2 separate regions of the Mus musculus genome follow, and region 2 is linked to region 1. A link is a contact called in public HiChIP or PLAC-seq data. All regions are on one chromosome and are shown on one strand. Each heading gives the region's core, a stretch centred on a gene start, on an enhancer-like site or on the middle of the called end of the contact. The rest is flanking DNA. Distances are from core to core; before and after follow the strand shown.

What was found. HiChIP or PLAC-seq counts read pairs in DNA pulled down with a chosen protein or histone mark.
Region 2: a contact with region 1 is called in an H3K27ac HiChIP or PLAC-seq map of embryonic stem cells, with 5 read pairs. The contact joins two enhancer-like sites. A contact is called at or near these places in 4 of 484 Hi-C or Micro-C datasets (ECoMG myeloid progenitors, embryonic stem cells, myocytes and 1 more), 1 of 115 datasets of contacts at active chromatin or transcription factors (embryonic stem cells) and 2 of 9 other capture datasets (adipose tissue and pancreatic islet).

What each region holds. Positions count from the first base shown.
Region 1 is chr10:39,522,665-39,529,120 of GRCm38.p6, forward strand. Fyn (Fyn proto-oncogene) reads left to right here. Exons shown (of 14, transcript NM_001122893.1): 6 at 90-188; 7 at 2,737-2,840; 8 at 4,117-4,266. Among named protein-coding and RNA genes, the nearest start is that of Gm40627, 64 kb to the right of the region's middle. Within about 2 kb of position 2,992, at least 9 of the 459 cell types and tissues checked have an H3K27ac peak or open chromatin away from gene starts, as enhancers often do. A contact at or near this core is called in embryonic stem cells, where this site is marked.
Region 2 is chr10:39,671,350-39,677,805 of GRCm38.p6, forward strand. All of the region lies in intron 2 of E130307A14Rik (RIKEN cDNA E130307A14 gene), which reads right to left. Among named protein-coding and RNA genes, the nearest start is that of E130307A14Rik, 57 kb to the right of the region's middle. Within about 2 kb of position 3,627, at least 41 of the 459 cell types and tissues checked have an H3K27ac peak or open chromatin away from gene starts, as enhancers often do. A contact at or near this core is called in embryonic stem cells, where this site is marked.

The DNA.
Region 1 (6,456 bases), core at 1,742-4,241:
CACAAGGCTACAGAAAAGGCATAGGGTCGGCCTGCAGAATTCCCAGCTGGATGGTGCGTTCAATTCATGTCCCTTCTTTTCCTTTGCAGGGAAGGAGACTGGTGGGAAGCCCGCTCCTTGACAACCGGGGAAACTGGTTACATTCCCAGCAATTACGTGGCTCCAGTTGACTCCATCCAGGCAGAAGAGTATGTTGTTGTTGTTGTTGTTGTCTGTCTAAATATCTGCTTTTAATTGTCACATAAAATGCCAGTGACACAGCACAGGAGCGAGAAGACCTTTCCCAGTGGTTAAGGGTTGAGAGGCTACAGTCCTGCTGTGCTGTCGAGTCTGCGCAGTACACTGTTATTCACTTCGTGGTTTCCTTTGAGCCCGTCCGTTTTCTGATTGAGAAGCTCTATGTGAGTACCCTAGATGAAAACCCAGTAACTTGCTCCAGATGAAAAACCAATGTGGGGAAACCACAGCTGCAGTGTGTGTTACTGAGAGCCCACCGTGCGCCTGCAGTCTGCTCCCTGAGCACTTGGGAGGCAGATAATTATGAGAGATTAAGCCCACACACACACACAGGAGTCCTCTGCTTGATAATCAGAAATACTGAGCCTTCTGAAAAGACATAGCTTTTTGTTCCCCAGGCAGAAGAGCAACTTGGAAACTACTGCAGTTGTGGGCTTCGAGGGATATTTTCCTTGGACTGAGGTCTCGGTTGGTGTTGTGGCTGGTCGACCTTGACCAGCAGTTATTTGGCCCCACCCTCCCACTGGAGGGAGGCAGTTTTGGAAAGTGGTAGGAGTCTGGGGCTCTCAAAGGATGGCTGACTGGTCATTGTTCATTCTCTTTCCAGAGAAACCTGTAGGAACTCTTAGGAAATGGGGAGGGAGGTTGATGTCCCAAGCTCAGGAACATGGATGGCCTCTACCCCACCTACAGGGACAGACCTCACCAGAAAGAGAAAGGAGTCACTGTCGGTTGCTCACGGCCTGCAGCCTGCTGTGGATTTGCGGAGGCACAGCACAGAGGAGTAGACCTTCACCCTAGCCTAATCCTCATGCGTCCATCATTCTTCTTTAAGTCTTTTGTACTCCTACACTTCGATCTGTTTCTGCTTCTCCAGCACTGTGTTTTGAGCTGTTTTACCCCCTTCGTTACTAGTGTGTTTCATTATCAGAAAATAGGAAATATGTGTATTTGTATTGAATTTTTAGGACAGATTGGTAAATATCTCCTGTGTCTTTTCGGAATTTAAAACTTAACTACAAAGTAACATTCCTTTGATTTAACTGAGAATCCACTTGGGGGTGCATATTTAAGTCATATTTATAATGATAAGGTTTTTTTTTAATATTTTGGGCTTTTTAGAGTATAAGTTAGCTTTTTAAAATACAGCCTGTGGTTTTTACACGTGCAATTAATCGGTATTTTGCACAAGCAGCGTGTGGTTAAGTGTAACCTCTTGTTCTGCAGGCCTTCCTCTCACCAGTTTTACACAGCATTTTAATTGAGTTACTGATACAAACCAAAAAAAGACATTTCTCACATAGCTGGTGTCGTATCCTTTACAGCAGCTATTGCTACGCTGGGATTGTGGAGAGTTTGGGTACTTCTCAAGTCACTGAAGGTGACGCTCCTTCGGTGAAATTCTTTGACTCACAGAAGGATCTGATGGTGAACTTCCTAGCTACATTCAGGCATGGTGAATTGAAGCTTCATTTTTAAAACCATTTGCTTTCATAGATGAATACTGTGATGGTTTGGTCCTGAAAGCTGCTCCTACTCACAGATTCTGGTGGAATGTTCCAGAACTCTCCCTTGGGCTCTTGGCATACTTATCCTCTCATATACAATCCAGTGCTGAAATGTGAACGGATTGCCGGGCGTTGGTTAGGACTCAGCAGCTCAAGTGGAGAGACAAAAGACGCATTCCGGTCCTGAGGAGGCCTGTGAGGCTTCCTGCCACGGCACAAGTGTGCTGTCAGTGCTGTTGCAAGGGAATGTTAAAATGTCTGCACCACCGACTCATTTTTATGGACATGCCCATTAACCGTGCACAGCTTTCTCTCAGATGTGCAGTAAGCAATCCCTGCAGCTGTGTCAGAGAAGCGCAACTGCAGGGCACAGGCCAGGTACTTGGTAAACGCTCCTCACGAATGCTGGACAGGGAGAGAAAATCAAACCAGGCTTCCAAGAACAGCAGCCATCTCAGATCAGGGGTAGAGCTGAGTTCCCGTCTTCAGAATTCCTGTAGGTAGAGACTAAGTAGAAGTGTTATCTGTCTTCCTTCTTTATCCATCCTGAGTGGGCTCCTTTAAAAAAAAAATCATGCTTGATTGATGATCCTTATACTAGAGCTGAGTCTTGGTATTTCCCAGGAGTTGTAATTATGCTCAGAAATCAAGGGTCGTACAGCTGAGCTATGGAATCGTCCCCTGCAGTTGGCATTTCAAACAAGGTGGTGGGTTTCTCTCTGTGCGTGCAGGTGGCATTTCACACACACATCCCTGTCGTCCTGGAGGGAAGGAACACAATCCATGATTCAAGATTTTTTTTTTTTTAAGAATGGAAGAGATGCAGAGTGGATAGAATCAGGAAAGATTGAAAAAGGACTGAATGAAGCTAGAAAAAACTAGTTTGGGGCAGTGGAAGCAACATTAGAGGCGAAGGAATTTGTGGAGGAAAAGCTAGCTACATTGCTCAGTCACAAGTGTATTTATTTTCTTGCCTGTGTCTCCCTTGAAGGTGGTACTTTGGAAAACTTGGCCGCAAAGATGCTGAGAGACAGCTCCTGTCCTTTGGAAACCCAAGAGGTACCTTTCTTATCCGCGAGAGCGAAACCACCAAAGGTAAGCTAAGGAGAGGGCAAAACTGATGTGCTGTTCAGATCTGAAGGTCTTTGGGATCGGAAGGCGTGGCTCTTGCCTGGTCCGGGGCCTTCTAGCCTGAGCCTCCTGCTGCTCTCCAGCTCCCCTGAAGACGCTGGAACTGCATTTAGCTCCCAGAGATGATCGGGCTCAGAGGGAGGCGCCTCCAGAAACAGAGGCCAGGCTTCCGCCTCAGCTCAGACTCCGTCCTGTTCTCCTGTTCGAGTGAAGGGCGGGAACTTGGTTTTTCTTACCTTTTTGATTTGGGGTGTGTGTGTGTGTGTGTGTGTGTGTGTGTGTATTTTCAAGACAGTGTTTCTCTGTGTAGCCCTAACTGTCTTAGAACTCACACTGTAGACCAGGCTGGCCTTGAACTCAGAGATCCACCTGCCTCTGCCTCCCAAGTGCTAAAATCAAAGGTCTGCCTGCCCTACCACCACCCAGTTTAAATTTGTTTTTCTTTCCTTCCACTCTGTTTTGTTAGTGGAGGACTCCTTCCTCTTCCCTCTGTTTAATAACTCACTTCAGCAGGCAGAGGGGCAGAGAACCATGCTGCCACACACTGGTGACCTGTCCCTGTGCAGATTGCCAAGCAGAGCTTTGGAGCTTCCTGCTAGGGGATAGACTTCCATTTCTTTTGTTCCCACCCTCTGTTCCTCCCGCACCCCTGCCTCCCATCAACCACCTCTGTCCCCACCCCTGCCTCTCCACCAACCACCTCTGTCCCTACCCCTGCCTCTCCACCAACCACCTCTGCCCCCACCATCCCTGCCTCACACACACACACACACACACCCACAGCCCCACCACACACACACACACACATATGCCATCCCTGTCTCCCAGCCCCTCACTATCCCTGCCTCTCAGCTAGGCCACAGGAAATGAAAGCAGGAGGCAAGCTCACCTGGAGTCTGCTCTTCATCTATCCCAGTGGGATTTGGTCTGTGCAATATTAGACAACACAAGAAACTGAAAGGAAACTTTGAGAAAAACCAGAAGTTTTTAGTTCCAAGAGCAAAGTCAACTGTATTGCTAACATCTCTGAACACTGGCAGGATAGCAAAAGTTGTCTTTGTCCTGTTACAGAGTGGAGATATATCTGTCTCTTTCGTATGTGTGTGTGTGTGTGTGTGTGTGTGTGCGCGTGCGCATATGGTTTGTAATAATTATTAATCAGAATAGTCACATAAATGAGGCCTGCAGAGCAGACTGGGGCTCCGATGATTGGTGTGGCTAATGCTTGCACGTTTACCAGGTGCCTACTCACTTTCCATCCGTGATTGGGATGATATGAAAGGGGACCACGTCAAACATTATAAAATCCGCAAGCTTGACAATGGTGGATACTATATCACAACGCGGGCCCAGTTTGAAACACTTCAGCAACTGGTACAGCATTACTCAGGTAACCCCAGTGCCGTCACCGTCACCGTCACCGTCACCGGTTAGAAACTGGAGGCTGTGAGGGAGGAGGAGGAGATACGGGACAGAGTCACTAGGTAGAGCTGTCCTCTGCCCGCCCACCCCCACAGTCAGACAGACAGATGGAGTCCGGGGTTCTGTTGCTCTTCTGCCCCAGATAGGATTTTCCTCCTGTGTTTTCCAGAAGTTCCCCCCAGTAGAAGGCAGTAGTTTAAATCTTGAAAGCTGTATTTGTATATTAATTTTCATAATAAAAATCCTTGCACGTTCTTTACCTTTGCCTTCATTGCCATGCAGAACTGTGAGAGGAAAGGAGGAAAGGAGCTGTCCCTAGGCAGGCTCAGACGGCCCCCAGGGAGCCTCACTTGATCCTTCACCGCAGCAGAGGGAAGCACATTCTTGCACTCTGTAGAAGAAAATCTGTGCTGCTGCAGGGTTCCCTCCGCCCCGCCCCCACTCCCCCCCCCCCCCCAGCTTGCCTGCTGAGGCCACAGCTCCCTTACCTCCATCTCCTGGACTTTCTTGGTTTTTTGTTTGTTTGTTTGTTTGTTTTTGTTTTTTCAATTTTTAAAGACTGGGTCTCGCTATAGCCCTGGTGGCCTCCAACTCAGAAATCCCCCTGCCTCTGCCTCCTACTGCTGAGACTGAAGGTGTGCGCCACCATACCCGGCTACTGTGATGACTTTAAACAAAGATTAGACTTTGTCTTTACGTCCCATAATCCTGTTCTTCTGCTGTTCTTGGCCATTCAGTTATTGGGTGTATGTGCGTTCATGTGCGTCTTATGTAAATATGTAGCTCTATGCGCAGTGTTTAGTGTGTGCCGCTTGCCCTCCTTGGTTAACAAGTGTGTCCTGCTAAACAATGCATGTGTACATGACCCCTCCTTTTTTCCAAGGTAAGGTCTCACTTGTAGCCCTAGGGAGCCCAGTATCCACTTTGTAGCCCAGGGTGGACTTTCAGAGTTTGAGCAATCCTCTAGTGTCAGCATCCCAAATGCTGGGATTACGGACGGAGCCACCACACCCTTTTTACCACCATTGAAAAATACCTGTGCTGTTTCTGCCACACCAAAGAGACTTGTAGCCTTTTAAAAATAACAATACGAAATGCCTATGTACTGATTCTGGCCACTGATGAGCAGTTAAGAAATTAACAGTGGCTGAGCCAGTGATTTGGGCATTAGCTCTCTCACTCTATGTGGATTCTAATGAAATACTGAGAGAAATGGAGCAGAAAACCTCCTTGCACTTCAGTGATATACACAAAACGCCTGTATGTTATAAGGATTTTTTTCAAATGCTGAAATATATTTCATTACAGGCAAACATCCGCAGGGTCCCCAGGGTTTGGATCATTTGAAAATAGTGTGCTGGAAAGGGCACCTTAATAACATCATAAAGCTGAAGGAGGGAGCCGATGTGAAGCACCCTAGACGAGTTTTAATCTCAGGGAAAAAAATCCATCTTGAGTTAGATTTGTTTTTATATTGGCTTTTCCTCTTTCCTCTTCTCTCTTGCACATAGAATGCCTTTGAAATACCGACACATAAATAATTTCCTGCCTAAACATCTCAGAAACAGATTTAAAAAAAAAAAAAAAGGAATGAAAAGTAAGTTAAGAATTCCCAGAAAAGAGACAGCCACAGTTTGTGCTTAGAATCCAAGAGGCTTCCAGGGACGTAGGGGGCTTTGGCCCCCTCGGTTCAGGGTCTCTCTGGCCCCCATCTTTCCCTGCCTGCTTACTCTCTGTTGGCGTTTAGTCAGTCTCCCCATACCTTTGCTAGATTCTCAAAGGAATATTCTTTTCAAAAAGAAGGGGTGGGGGAAGACCAAGTTCCCAGTAACCTGAATGGAAGCTACTGTTTCCCTGCTTTTCATGTCACTGAGTTTCTGTGAATGTTGTTAATTTCCATTACTTCTTTAAATCCAGACTCCTAAATTATGCATAGAAAGCTGTTTAAAAGGTCGTGTTTTTGTTTTTGTTTGCTTTTAGTGGAAAATTGCAAAAAAGCAATGTGAGCACACAGGAGCAGTAGAGTCAGAAGGACTGCAGAGAATGTGACATCCTCTCCCGCTGCAGGTGTCCTCCTGAGACCGGCTAGCTCTAACAGACCAGAGGTCTGTGGGAGGCTCCTATGCCAAAGTCACATTTTAAACAGACATTTACCAGG
Region 2 (6,456 bases), core at 2,377-4,876, 150 kb after region 1:
GTTCTACCCAGCCACCCCGCTGACTAGATTCTGAAGTTACCTTCTTACTCACAGCACTCTGGCCCCTGGATTCCCCTGCCTTCCCTCAAACATGCCAGACTGATGGCTCTCACAGACCTTTACAGGACCTGATCCTCTGCCCAAGGGGAGGACTCTCTTCAGACTCTCTGCAACCTCACAGACACCATCTCCTGTACCCTGATTTTCTTCACAGCAGCCATCAGCATCTGGGGCAGCTCTGCCTGCCAAGAGTGGCTCACTTTCCTGAACATGTGGTATGACTACACTTTCTGGCCCTCTGTAGCTGGCTGTAACCCTATGGCTTCTTTTGGCCCTGAAAATGAGAGACATGCCATGTATCAGTTATAAGCTTTGAGAATCCGTGTATCATTTGATATTCTCCCTAAGACTAGCCTTACCCCCTGGTGGTTCTCTGGATGGCCTGGGTGCCATGTGGAAGTGACCCAGAGGAAAGTCCCTCCTTCTGACCTTCAGTGACCACTCTTTGATGAGGACTAAAACTTTTTTTTGCTTCAACCTCTGAGATACAAGCGTGTTTACTGCCACCAACCAGTGTAATGTACCCTGACTAACATATTTATCTGTTTTCTGTCTCTCCTCTTTAAATTTTTATCTATATAAATATAGGACTCAGCCGGGCGTTGGTGGCGCACGCCTTTAATCCCAGCACTCGGGAGGCAGAGGCAGGCGAATTTCTGAGTTCAAGGCCAGCCTGGTCTACAGAGTGAGTTCCAGAACTGCCAGGGCTACACAGAGAAACCCTGTCTCGAAAAACCAAAAACCAAAACCAAAAAATAAATATAGGACTCTGTTCCCTGCTGCATCCCCAGTGTCTAGAATAGTGGACACAGGTTCTATTCTCAGCATTAGCTGGACAGCTGCATGAACCATGGCTTGATCACACTGTGTGAGACAGGAGATTTAACAATGGCAGGTAAATCTAACCCTGTAAAGATTAATTCTACAGAAATGTCCATTCAAGCTAATGGAAACCCATTTCAAGATCCCAGGGTCTAAAAGGAGAACTCACCTTCAAGTAACAGAATATAAAGTGGCCCAAACTGTAAGGATAAATGGAGATCTAGCACGAAGCTGGGGGTGTGGGGGCAGGTGTCGGTGACAATCTAACTAACAAGGATTAGCAGTGTTTGTGTCAAAGCTGAATGCTGCTGTGGTTCCCTTTCCCGGTGTGGACATTAGCATTCGAAATGAATGGAGCTTCACAGAGCCAGGATTTTCTCTGCCCTTATCATAAACTGGCCTGTGAGCCCCTCCGAGGACTCCCCCTAAAGCTGTGTGGGCTTTTGTGAGCTGCTGCCCTTTCATGGGCTTCCTCCTCATGTGCCTGCATTGGGACAGGGATAATGCATTTCCTGTATCATGTGGCACAGCACAAGGAAACTCTTTGTGTCCCTACAGAGGAAGAGTCCATCTGTAAGTAGTTTTTAAGAGTGTACTGAAGGGTCTTGTTAGGGTGACTTACTCTCCCAGTTAGATTTGGGTGATGGAGTGGACCACGTGACAGACATGCATAATGAGCTGCTTCAGCTGCTGCCAGTGGGAAGCAGGGACTGTGGAGTGAGAGTCTCACAGTCATTGAGAGCAGGACCAGTCAGGAGAGGTGAGCCTCCTTCTGAGTTGCCTTTTCCCACTGCCACAATGTTCCAGTGTTATGAGGCTTCTGCGTTTACTGGTTTCTCACAAAGCAACTGCCTTTCCAGTTAGTTCCTAATTCAAACTGGAAATGCATGATTTCTGTGCAGTTCCCTAAAGAGCAAGCATTAGCAAGATGGGTCGGCAATCATTCACGAAATGCATTTGGAAGGAGTCTTTCCATGTTTTGTCATGAAAACAGGAAATGCATCTTATCCCAGAATGAGAAGGCTGGATCTGGGTTTGCCTTTTCCAAACTATCTCTTTTCCTCCTCCTTGTATTTTCTTTTCTCTATTCCAATGATTCCCTTCCCTCTCCTTATACACTAGTAATTAATCTCCTAATGACTATGACAAGGCACATCACTGGTTGCACACTTTCTGTGGGTGGTACACAACAGTGACTTACAAACTTCAAACCACCGGCTCACAACTCTATTACTGAAGTGGCCCACCTTGAAGTTAACTTTGGATGCGTCTGGTGGTGCTGAGGAAATGGGCGAGGGGGCGGCTAACGCAGCCATTCTGCTCTGACCTGACCTTTGATGTGACAAGTTCATGGATCAATGATACATCTGATAGCAAATCCAAATCCACTACAGCTGCTGAGATGGCTCAGAGAGGACTGTCAGGAAAAGGACTGACTGGGTAGGAGGCAGGAACTGAGTTGGACCTTCAGGCACAGGTATGTTTTAGGTGTTGAAAGCGCAAAATACTCTATTAGAGATCAGAAAAGTGTGACATTTTGACTGACTTCAGCTTTTTTTGTGACACCCATCTTCATAGCCTCAGTTTTTCAACTAACTACACATGTCAGCTACATAAGTCATCTAAGGAAGGTTTTTAAATAGTCATCAAATGTTTGTAATTGGCAATTAATCACAGCAAAGATTACCAAGACTCCACAGCTGTGAGCTTTATGCTGGCTATAAAGATGGGGGAATTATTTGTCCAGTGTACCAATGAGTGTCGCAGATCAGTGCTGCAGAATGGGAGGAAAACAGAAAATAGGCTCTGAGAAAGGACAGCACAGGCTTCCAGTAGCTTTGGAGGCCTCCTTTGGACACTTTAAAGTATGTCACTTTCACATTGGTGGCTTTAGAGACTTTTTCTTTATGGACAGAAAGCTGTCACTCTACAAAAAGTCCCCAGTTCCTCAGCTACTTCCTTCTGACCGGCTCTGGCTGACAACTCTGGCTCTTTTCTGCAGAGGAATGGCAAAGCCTGGCTGCATCTGTTAGTTTTCACAGAGAGGAATGGCTTATTCTTACGGTCAACAGGGGCAGAGGTGAAGAGTTCAAGGCCAAGTGCTGATTTCCTGACCCTTTCTGAAAAGCGAGACACACTCTAATTTATGCCTAATTGGGACCAGCCTCAAGATACACCATAGAACCACTTACTCTCAAAAAACCATTTTAGATTTGATGCAGTTTCAATACCAGAACAGCTCTTACCTAAAGCTTATTGCCAGCAACAAATATCTCCTAATTTTATTTCATGTATCTCAATAATACTATTTCTGGGAACATATTAATCCCTTTGATTGTGAGTGGTGGAAGAAACAATATTCAACAGCGCTTATGGAAAAAAACCCTTTCTGACCATTTTCCCTATTGTGAGTTCTATAAATACTTGAGTGTGGGAACACAGACACATGGTTTGCACGTGTGCATAAAATGCATCCGTGTACCTCACTTAGTCACTGAAAAGTATTGTGCCAGAACAAATATATGTTTGCTTAAGTCTTGGCTGTGGTCCTTCAGGGAAAGGATCTAACAGGTATTATGTTTGCTGGGGGCCCAAAACCTAACCTGAGACTAAGCTACTGATTCTTCTGTGAGAGATTGTTCCCCAGTGTTTTCATTCCCACACTGCGCTTCCCTACTCCCTACAGGGGCTGAGATCACCACACTCTGCTCCAGAGGAAGAACTCTTGAGTGACTGTCTCAGGAAAATCAGCATGCAAAAGGCAACTGGCCCAGCAGCCAAGGACTCTGGCTGGCTACAATGGGGGAATGCTAAAGCCACAGCGGACTGAAAGGCATCTGTGTTCCCTGTGTTAAATGTCTATTGTTTCCATTGTAGCAGTAACGAAATCCAGCAAAGTGAATTCATGATTTTACTTTTAGGGCCTTTAATAAAGGAGGTATCTTTGTTGTTATTCCCTAAAAGATGGTTTTAAAACAAATAGCTGCTGGCGTCTGGGTGCCTCTGAAGGTGACTTGGAATGATTATGTTTGCTAAACTGGGCATCCCTGGTACTATGTGAACCAACCTTCATTATTCTTTAATGAATCTTTGCAGTTATTTATCCAAAAATTTTGCAGGTCTGACTTGTGCTCACCTTGCTGTGGAATGCTTTAAAGGATGTTTCATCCAATAACAAAGAGAAGGATAAATTATAAATAGCAAATCACACAGCAATGACTTAGATAGCGCTAGGGTAAGCGTGTAAACAATAAAATAAAATTTCCCAGCTAACCACTGCATAACTAAAGAGAGATACACCAGCATGCATATTAGTGTGCACAATTGAGGTTTTATTAACTTTGAAATTATAAAGCAAAATACTGGAAAATTTTAATCAGTTCAAGAAGTTCGATATTCATGAAAGAGAATGTAGTAATTTTATTTTAAATGTGGTCACATTTACCTGGGGGTGACTCTGGTTTTGTCCTTCCTAGCTGTGTGACCTTCAGGGTACTTACTCTCTTTAGTCTTCTGTTTTCATTAGCTAGAAAACTGGGAATATAGTCTTTGCCACCTTAAAAAGTTATGTGAGGTCCACAAAGAAAACACTCGAGGGTTGAGAGTATAGATCAGGGTAGAGCATGAAGACATACGTTCAGTTCCCAGCACTGAACAAACACACCAACAAACCAGCACTTGTACTAAGATTAGCAGAGTAGTCAGAGTGCGTGGTCAATGAAACTTGTGCTAGTGTATTTTACTGTAGTTTTCTCATCCTAGGCCTTGATGTGTCTGTGTCCATAAAGCACTCAATGATCCTGCAGGGTGTTGACCTTTACTGTCTCTCTGACCTAATTTCTGGCCATTTTCTCTTTCTATGTCAGCCCTGGCACCCTGACCTCCTACCTGGCTTCTCTGTAGAAACACAGGCATCTCCCACCGCAGGGCACATAAAGTGAGGTCCACCCCACATCTCTCATACACATCTCCTGGCACTCCAGTCTTACTTCAGAAGTACCTTGTCAATAATAATGTCCACAGACACCTCGAGCTGCTATTACTGATTCATGTTGGTGTTTGCTAGTGAACTGGACTGCTGACACTGAAGACTGGAATCATCCCAAAGAACTCTTTCTGAATTGTCCACAACCCCATTTCCTTTTAGCCTTTCTTCTCTCCTGAGTCTGGGTGGTGGGCTAGAAGGGAAGTTGAAGCGTTGAAGAATCATAATTAGCATAGATTTTGAAAAATCTAAGCCCACACGGGATGCTTCCTAGATAAATATGAATATAATTCCAGACTCCGAATATACTCAAGGGCAGAGTATAAATAGACACTGTTACCATTGTAATGCCCTCTCCCCTCTTTGAGGGTTTTGAGGAATTCTAAACAAAGGCATGTTTAGACATAGGTGTCTACTGTGCTCCACGCATTACACTAGCAACCTTATGCAGTCCACAAACTTATTCTATACAATGATCCTGCAGGGTGCTATTATTATCCCCTATTATTATCTTTAGATGAGGAACAGGAGAAACCAAAGCTCTGAGAGGATGTGTTGTACTCAAGGCCACCAGCATGGTGAAGGTAGAGTAAGGCACAGGGTATTTATCAAGGTGTGGTAGTTGGAATATATGTGGCCCACGGCAAGTGGCACTATTAGGAGGTGTGGCCTTGTTGGAGGAAGTGTGTCACTGTGGGAGCGGGCTTTGAGAGCCTCCTCCTGGCTGCCTGAGGAAGACAGTCTCCTTCTGGGTATCTTCAGATCAAGATGTAGAACTCTCAGCTCTTTCTTCAGCACCATGTCTGCATGGATGCTGCCATTCTTCCCACCATGATTATAATGGACTGGACCTTTGAACCTGTAAGCCAGCCCCAATTAAATGCTGTCCTTAATAAGAGTTGCTTTGGCCATGGTGTCTCTTCACAGCAATGAAAACCCTAACTAAGACACGAATGACAATTTTTCTCTTTTCTCTTAGTCCCTGGGAGCAGTTTCCCAAGCATTTAAACAATTTGTGTGCCTTGAGCAGACAACTTCTGGATTATAGAGTTAGTATTTGCAATGTATTTCTGGAACCACCAACCTGGCTTACAGGTACTGGAATCTCAGCAGCCTTTCTGCCTGAAATACTAAGAGGATGTGACATCAGATATGGGCTAACATCTGTGCCTTGACTACTGTAGCCCTGCCACAGCAAGTGGATAGGACTGTTCCCTCCCTAGTGAACACAGGTCTTTGTATTTTCCTTCTTTTTCATTGCTGGGTATCAAGCCCTGGGTTTTGCACCAGCTAGGCAAGCACTCTATCTTTGGACTACACCCCCAGCCTTTGTTTCTTTTTTGAGACAAGGTCTTGTGACTGTACATGTCAGGTTGGCCTTGAACTTGCTATGTAGCCCAGGCTGGTGTGGATATCAACACCCACTCCTTCCTCTATCTCCCAAGTGTGCACTACCATGTCTAGTTTCTTTTATCATTGGTTATTTATTCATTTTGTGATTTGATTTTATGTAACTTCTTTGATGACACACTGCTCTGATTTTATTAAAACACATGTCTTTATTTTACCCCTTGGACACGCAGCTTTCC